Linked DNA regions of Sus scrofa: region 1 is linked to region 2. The links are chromatin contacts, called in public HiChIP or PLAC-seq maps. All regions are on one chromosome and are shown on one strand. Each heading gives the region's core, a stretch centred on a gene start, on an enhancer-like site or on the middle of the called end of the contact. The rest is flanking DNA. Distances are from core to core; before and after follow the strand shown.

Region 1 (4,318 bases), core at 1,026-3,525, 450 kb before region 2:
AATTAGCATTTAAATTCATCGACTCAGTAAAGTAGATTGCCCTCCCCAATGTAGGTGGTCGGCAGCCAATCCTGAATAGAAAAAAAAGCAGAGGAAGGAAGAATTCATCACTTTCTCCCCATTTCATTGTTGAACTGGGACATCCCATCTCATCTTCTCTGGCCCTCAGACTTGGATTTGTACCACTGGCTTTCCTGGTTCCCAGGCCTTGAGATTCCAACTGAATTATACCACCAGCTTTCCTGGGTCTCCAGCTTTGATAAGGCAGATCATGGGACTTCTCAGCTTCTACATGAGCCAATTCTTCATAATCAATCAATCTCCGTGTGTGTGTGTGTGTGTGTGTGTGTGTGTGGTGTGTGTGTGTGTGGCACATTACCTAGAGAACTCCTTTGGTTCTGCTACTGGTTCTGTTTCTCTGGAGAACCCTAATACAGAACATTATTGTTTATTCTACCTTAGATATCACAGGATGTCATATCACACTTCAGGGAAGAACTGAGTACCTGAGGAAACATAATCTCTCTTTGAATTACTCATATGAATAATCTCCATTTTATGGGCTCAATATTGAGCCTGAAACTATTAACTTTCATGGGATTTCGAACCATTGGCATGTGAATTTGAATCAGTGCAAAGTCTTATTCATTTTTCAAGGGGTTTTTTTTTGTTTGTTTTTTGTTTTTTGGGTTTTTTTTGTCTTTTTGCCTTTTCTAGGGCTGCTCCAGCAGCATATGGAGTTTCCCAGGCTAGGGGTCAATCAGAGCTGTAGCCACCGGCCTACGCCAGAGCCACAGCAACGTGAGATCCAAGCTGCATCTGCAACCTACACCACAGCTCATGGCAAGGCCGGATCCCTAACCCACTAAGCAAGGCCAGGGACCGAACCCCCAACCTCATGGTTCCTAGTCAGATTCGTTAACCACTACACCACCACGGGAACTCCCATTTTTCAAGTTTTAGTTCTGAGGGCTTCTCCTGAGGATTGCTGCTAGATGATACTGCATCCTTATGCCAACTAGGAAAAAAGTGATCTTCTGGGTCCATGTTGTCCCATGCCAGGGTTCTAGGCCAAGTGGGTAGGATTTCAGTACCCAGGTATTCCTACAACTGGGTATACTAGATATTTAATCTTTTACGTTGCATCACTTCTGATAGACACTTGTTATAACTACTAAGTCAAATTTACAGAATTCAAGGACCTACCAAGAAGTCCAGTAATAGCCATTTTCCTGAGATATTTCTGTATTCAATAGAAAATGACTTATCCAAGGTTACCAAAAAACAAGTGTTAAAATTAGGTCAGTTTTGAAAATACTCAGACTTTCTTTAGTTCCTGGCCCTACAAAAAAAAAAAAAAAAAAAAAAAAAAAAAAAAAACAAAAACAAAAACAAACAAACCAAAAAAAAAAAAAAAAATTTACAAACCCTTAGTTCTTCTAATCTTAGGACTGGAAGAAAAACTGACCTCCCTCACTTCACCAAGAAGCAACTCTGTGCCCAAAGTCACAAAACTCATTCCTTTGCCCAGGTCAGATCCACTTTTACCCAAAAGATTAGCTAGACTTCTAGAACTCTTTTCCAGATTCCTTTAAAGAAATGCATTCACTTTGCTAGGGACTCTAGTTTCTTCTGTCAAACAATGAATGAACCCTTTCACCACAGGGTCCTATTTCACATAGGGAGGGAATGACCAGGAAGGGGGTTTCTCTATGAATGAGACCTAGCAACCTCTCTTTAAGAATGTATCAAATGAGTTCCCATTGTGGTGCAGCAGAAACGAACCCGCCTAGTAACTGCGAGGTTCAGGGTTCAATGCCTGGCCTCACTCAGTGGGATAAGGATCCGGCTTTGCCATGAGCTGTGGTGTAGGTCAGCAGACCCGCTCGGATCCTGCATTGCTGTGGCCCGCAGCTACAGCTCCAATTCAACCCCTAGCCTGGAAGCCTCCATATGCCTCAGGTGAGGCCCTAAAAAGCGAAAATATATATATGTGTGTGTCAAATGAAAGATAAAGTCCCACTGTCCTGCGACTAGTTTAGATCAAAAGCCGTTCGGTTTCCTCTGCCTGGGCTGTCTTTAATTTCTTTTTCTCTCCTTCACCACCTTCTGCCCGCCAAGCCATCTCAGAGTGGCTGTCGCTGTCCTTCCCAACTGGTTACCAATAAAGTTGTTACAAAGTGACCTTGAACGTCTTCCGGGCTCGCGGGATTCCCCGCCTTCTCCATCCGGGTGCCGGGGCGCGAATAAGAGCCGGACTGCGTCTGCGCGCCCAGCCCCACTTCTTCGACCTCTGCCGCAGCGGCCGCCGCCACCTCGCCGGAAGGTAAGCGGAGGGCTCGGGAGCCTGGCCTGGCTGGGGTGGAGCCGCGCCCAGGAGGGACCCATTCATTCTGCTGGATTCTGCTGGCGCCTCGCTGGGCGCGCGGCCCAAGCTGACCGCGTGCACGGGAACCCGCGGGACCTGGGTAGAAGGACAGGCCCTTGGAGAGCACTTGACCTTAAGCCTCTTTGCCCCCGCAGAGAGGAAGCGGGAGAGGAGCTTACATCGCCTGCCGCCCAAGTCTTCCAGCCGCGCCGCCCAGAAGAGTGCAAGATGTTCGCCTGCACCAAGCTCGCCTGCACCCCCGCTCTGGTGCGTAGCCCATGCCGGGCTGGGGACCGAGGGTCGAATGTCTTGGCCTGGGCGTCCACGTTGTCGAACGGGTCACCTCCGGGCAGGACACACCGCGCTCTCGGGATATCTCTCCCTCGCCCCTCAACCTCTGTGTCCTTTTTTTCTTTTCCTTCTTTTTCTGGGGCTTCTCACTCTCCTCCTCCCCTCCTACGGTATTGAAGAGCCACCGAGGCCTAGCTGTCAGGCCCCACTCGGCGTAGGTCAAACCCTCCTTCCCCCCTCGTCGTGGAGCGGCTCCCTCCCGCACCCCCTCCATCACCCTGTTGGGTCGGGGCCCGGTGGAGGTTGGGGTGCAGAGGGGGAAGGAGGGAGGCTGCCGGGGCCTAGTTCACCGCCGGCGCGCTCTCCATTGCAGATCTGTAGGTCAAATTCGCTGCTGCAGAGGGAGGGACTTTGCCTCTCCCCGTGTGGGCGGAGGCAGGTGGTGCAAGAGCCTGGAGTCTTTCTTCCTGCCTTTGGGATGTTATTTCCATAGTCGTTTTGCACGCCTTTGGTGGAGTGAAGATCTGAGGGATTTGCCTTAGAGAATCAGGTCTCGGTTCTGAAGGGATTTTCTGTGACCTTAGTTCAGTGGACACTCAAGGACGGAGAAGGTGGACTGGAATGTGTCCTTATGGTCAGAGTGTTTCGACGATTGTGTTTTTCCTAATATGGAATAGCTTAAACTGCTTTTTAATTTTGAGATTAATGGACATATAAGAATATCTTAGAAATAGTGGGAGCTCATATTAACTAATGGGCTGTTTTAAATGTCAAGCATTTATAGCACTGATGCCCGAACCTGTTGATCCACTTAAAATTACCGAAGAATGTGGGGCGTTTATTGCTGGGGTTTTTATCTGAATTGTGGTACTACAAGAATTGAAATTTTAAAAGCAATACTTATTCTTTTTAACTAGTTGTTCTTAGAGGTTTTGTTCAGAGTATTACAAATACATTATGAAGCAAGCTTTAAAATGCATTAGCAACTTTATCAAGATTCTTTCATAACCAGTGTAGCCAAATAAGAATCAATAGAGAAAAGTCATGATCTTTTTGATTCATTTTTGCTGCTTTCTTTTTCAGAGTTCATAGTGCAAGAAGGGGCCTTGAAGTCTTATCTGTATTCTTATTTAATACACAGAATCTTTTTTTCATTAACAGATCCGAGCTGGATCCAGAGTTGCATACAGACCAATTTCTGCATCAGTGTTATCTCGACCAGAGGCCAGGCCTGGAGAGGTAAAAGTAGTAATAATAGAAATTAAGTAACACTATCAAGTAAGCCTTAGGATTTTGATTAAAGGGGAAAACCTTCATTAATGAATGGTTTGAGCCAGTCCTTTCTACTCTTGAATGGAAAATATTTGCAGAGAATGAGCCAGTGAAAGAAACTTCTATATCCAAAACTTAACCACCCAACTCAGCTAAGAAATATAGTCAGTATGTATATATTTAAGTATATTGTTTTGCATTGCCTGTATTTAAGATTATGGTGGTAAGTTACTGAGAAGCTTACTCTCTTAAAAAGCATATGCACTGTTTCTTAATTTTTAAAAATCTTAACTCAGTGTAGGTATTGTTATTCCTATTTAAGATTGGACTTGTTCTAAGCCGTTGATTTTTCTGTTGTGTGACACCATCTCCTATGCAAACTCAGCT
Region 2 (4,376 bases), core at 864-3,363:
ATCAAAATGTCCATGACTATAAAGGTTTAGCAGAATATCCTTCCTGCTACTAACTTCATTCAGTATCTTCATTTTAAGGTACGAGTTGACATCACCCAAGGGAAGAAGGTATCTGTGGTAGGATTTTAGGTTTCGATCTTTTTAAATTAATTTTTTAACTTTTTTGGCTTGAAATTATTTCAAACTTAGAATTAAGTTGTGAAAACAGTAAAAAAAAATAATAAAATAAATAAATAAATATTTTTTTTTCCCAAGTACCCTTCACTCAGCTTCCCCAAATGTTAGCATCTCACAAAACTATAGCTCAATTACTGAAACTAGAAAATTACCACTGATAAAATACGATTCAGGTTTTAACCTTATTGACAGACGGTGTTGTTGTCTGAGGAAAGAGAGCCAGGGCACTCTGGACAAATGATCATTGGCTTTATGGGTGATTTAAAACAGGAGACAATTCAGAACACCCTTTATTTTTGGCTTCTGATGATGAAAGTATCAGAAGGAACAAGTATTTTATCTTCCTAATTTTCTTTTGTGTGTACTAATGCAAAATTTACATGGATTTTTGGAAGACATGAGTTCTTATCCCAACCAGTATTTAATCAATTGTTTAAAAGTTGTCAGGAGCTCTACTGGGCTTTGGGGAATTAAAGATAAGTGAAAATTGCTGTTCTACCTGTGTGCTGTTGCTCTGCTCATCTTTAGAGGGATTATCACATTTAATCCTCACAACATTCCTAAAAGGCTAAGAGCTATTGTTATTCCTATTTGACTGAAGCACAAATTGAGGCTTAGAGGGCTGGTAGGAGGCAGCTCCCGGGCTTTTAACTTTCATGACACCTTGTGATAAATGCTTTGGTTTTTTTTCCAAGTCTGGAATAATACGTTGACATATGCAATGGCTTGTCTTCATTTTATGTAAAACATAACATGCATATCACCACGGAAATGGCTGAAAAAGAAAAGCTTACCCAAAGATGGGTTCATTCAGGGACAAAAGTTTGTCATTGAGAAGTTTACCCATGTTACTAAATCTCTTTCCCAGAAGAATTATTGTATCTGTTAAGAGCATGTCAAGGTGCAAAGGTGCACATGGGGACTGGCCTACAAGCAGACAGCCTAAAGTCAAGGATGAAGGGCCTCTTCAAGCTAGGACATCCATTCTGAAGTGCATGTATTCCCACCTGTCCTGCTTTTATTCGAGGGATATACAGCCTTGGTATTTTAACATGAATAAACATGAAAACCATTTTAATGGTTTAACATTTTAACCATGTAATATGATTACATGGTTATTATATCGATCACAATTTGTTGTTCTTTTCAAACACATAGATTCTAACATCTGTGTTGTCTTAGTGTGAGCTTGTGCTTGGATCCTGGAGGTGGCCGCTTTCAGAGCTGGTCAGTAACAGCTCCGGCAATGGCGTAGAACCTCAGGTTTCTCCAACTGTTTGCTGCTGGTGCTACCATATTTGAGGATGTGGGTGGCTGATTAGCTACATCCCTACTAGGAGTGGAACTACTCAGAGAATCCTGCTGGTTCTTGGTGGGGGGACTTGCCTTCTTTCCATAAGACGAGCACTGCTGTCCCCACACAGTGGGCAGAGAGAAAGATGCAGGTGGACCTTGGGTCTTTGTGGGTGCCACTCCATTTTAAAATTCATTTTTTTAAGATGAATTTCAATTTAAGGTGTTTCCAAGCCGGACTCTCTGAGGACAGAGAAGGCCGGGAAAAGTCTTTCCCTCTCTTGGGGTTGCGGGGGGTCGGGTACGGGGGTGGTGATGGCGGTGGTGAAGGGACCCCGACAGCGGGAAGCTGTGGAGTCTTCGGAGGAAAGGGCCCTGGAGCTGGACACCCCTTCCAGTTCCCACCTCTTTGCAAACCCAGGGGAGGGGAAGGAGCGACACAGGAGCCCCAGCTTCCAATCGCCCCATTGCTGCCACGCTCCGTCGAGGCCCTAGGCCGTGGGGCGCAGAGCCTCAGCTCCAGGCAGCGCGGGCGCGGCGCACAGAGAGGAGGCGAAGGGCCGGCAGCGGCCTCGCGGCGCGTCCACATGCGGCGGGGCCGCAGGGGGGGCGGGGGGGACGGGGAGCCGAGGGGGAGGGTTTACATCCCAGCGAAGTTCCCGGATGGTCGCAGCCTCCCGGCGCTGAGCGCTTTTCCTGCCCGGCCGGCTCAGCCCTACGAACCGGGGAGAAGTTTCCCTAAGAAAAATGCCCGGCGCGCCGCAGGGCCCTGGAGCTGCCCGGAGCCGTTGCACGGTAAGGGACGCGCCGCTGCCGCTGCCAAGGGCGCGACCGGGTTCCGGGGACTCAGGGCAGCGCCCGTGGAGACCCTCTAGGCCCCCAGGGACCCCGAGGAGGGCTGGGCTGGGCATCTCGGCTCGGCGCCGGGTGGGCGCGGGCGGGGGCCGCGGGGACGTCGGGGCTGCGTCCGCTGCGGGCGGGGGCGGGCGCGCGGTCTCGGGAGGGGCGGACTCGGGCCCCGCGGCTTGCGCGTCCAGTACCCGCGGGCAGAGAAGGAAGGGGCGGCGGACCGTGAGGGTCCGGACGCGGGCGCCTTCTGGGCTGGGCGCGCCGCTGGGCTCCGCAGATCTCCGGCCACCCGGGGGCTCGGCCCGGCTCCCGGCTTAGGTACCCACGGCAGGGGCTTCGCTGCGATGCGCTGGGGCCGCGTCTACCCCACCCATGACAGGCGAATGGAGACTTTAGGGCACCCCGAGGCCAGTTTCTGCCAGGGAGCTGCCTCTGCTTCTTCTCAGGGGAGTTGTGCCCATCCCGCAACGCGGCTTCCCAGACTCGCCTCCCGCCGGGTGCCCCAGGCTGAGCCTCGCGCTGCGGGCAGTGTAGACGCTTGCGTTAGATGTGTGCGGTGACCTTAAAGGACGTCCAGTCCCCGTCAGCTCTTTTCCCCCCAGGGCCTCTCCGGAACTTTCGGAACGGCTTCACTTCAGTCTCACTCCCTCTACTTTTTCTGTTAACATATTTTTTTTTTCTTCTTTTTTTAAAGTACTGTTAGAGAAAGTTGCAAGCGTAAGAGAAACCAGCTGACCCAATCCGGGCGACCCAAATCTTCAACTCGTGGTTAGACTTTGGACTCCTGGAGCTTAACAAAGGGTGTGTCTGTGAGGAACCGAGCCTGGCCAGGTCCTCTGGTCCTGCTTAATCCCAGAGGAATACATATTCCTTCCTGGGCCACGGGCTGCTGACTTTATCTCAGTTCTCTGGGAAGCCTCTCAAGTTGTCAGCAGTGACTGGGTGGACTTGGTCCCATTTTGTGAAAATTGTGTGACACCGTTGTCCCCTGAATAGTCACTGGATTCCACCCCCAATCACTGGCCGAGTGTAGTCCCAGACTTTAGGCGGTGCAGCCGCGGAGCCGCTGGACCGAATCCCACCCTGGGTGGGTTTTCTTTTGCCAGTTTCCCAAGGCAATTCCAAAACAATACTGTAGCTTCATTTTGAGTCGTTGGCATATTTTTCCTCCTCAGAAAAAGCCTTTTTCTGTTAACGGTTAAAATAACTCCAAAGAGTTTTCATTTTCAGTTTTTATGAAATACCCTTGGACTTCTGGAGGTGAGAAAATCAGCATAGGCCATTGGCATTTGCATCTTAATTCCTCTTTACAGTGCTCACAAGACTGCTTTCTCCTCTTGTGTATCTTGACTCATCTGTCATCTTCACAGGGCTGAGTCTCAGGGACCAAATCCCCAGCTACCTGTAGCAGCCCATTACCCGTTGAGTGGAATTGTGCAGACTGGACTTTGCAGTGGTTATTAGACTATTCTAGTAACCTCATCATCTTTTTTGGCTCCCTGAGCAGCACAAAAACTCTTAGGTTTTTGTGATGTAGAGCAAAAAGATTTGTAAGCAAGGTAAGATCAGATGTGGGTTCATTTAGAGACAGTGAGATTATTTCCAGCTGTAGAGATTCATGCCTTTCATTTGTTTGTTCATTTCACCAATTAAGTGTCACTTTCTGGTCCTTTAGGCATATCATGTGTATTGTGCAACTTGAGCCTCACTTATCCAAGAAATGGAGTTGATAACCTTTGCCCTTTCTCCATCTCATCCTGTGAGGATCAAGTGGGATAATGGTGTGTGAAGCAGCAAAAAGCAGCACAGCACAAGGCATTAGAGGGGCACCATGCAGTATGTAGCACCATGACATGAGAGCAATAAAGAGCTAAAGGAGGGGAGTTCCCGTCTCGGCTCTGCAGGAACAAATCCAACTAGTAACCACAAGGTTGCAGGTTCGAGCCCTGGCCTTGCTCAGTGGGTTAAGGATCCTGTGTTGCCGTGAGCTATGGTGTAGGTTGCAGATGGGGCTCTGATCTTGTGTGGCTGTGGCATAGGCCAGAGGCTACAGCTCT

What was found. HiChIP or PLAC-seq counts read pairs in DNA pulled down with a chosen protein or histone mark.
Region 1: a contact with region 2 is called in an H3K27ac HiChIP or PLAC-seq map of alveolar macrophages. The contact joins the promoter of ATP5G3 here to the promoter of WIPF1 in region 2. A contact is called at or near these places in 1 of 47 Hi-C or Micro-C datasets (subcutaneous adipose tissue) and 1 of 2 datasets of contacts at active chromatin or transcription factors (alveolar macrophages).

The regions. Positions count from the first base shown.
Region 1 is chr15:81,092,254-81,096,571 of Sscrofa11.1, reverse strand. ATP5G3 (ATP synthase, H+ transporting, mitochondrial Fo complex subunit C3 (subunit 9)) reads left to right here and starts at 2,275. Exons shown (of 5, transcript NM_001244862.1): 1 at 2,275-2,326; 2 at 2,524-2,635; 3 at 3,821-3,898. The coding sequence starts at 2,597.
Region 2 is chr15:80,644,199-80,648,574 of Sscrofa11.1, reverse strand. WIPF1 (WAS/WASL-interacting protein family member 1) reads left to right here and starts at 2,113. Exons shown (of 9, transcript XM_021074985.1): 1 at 2,113-2,265.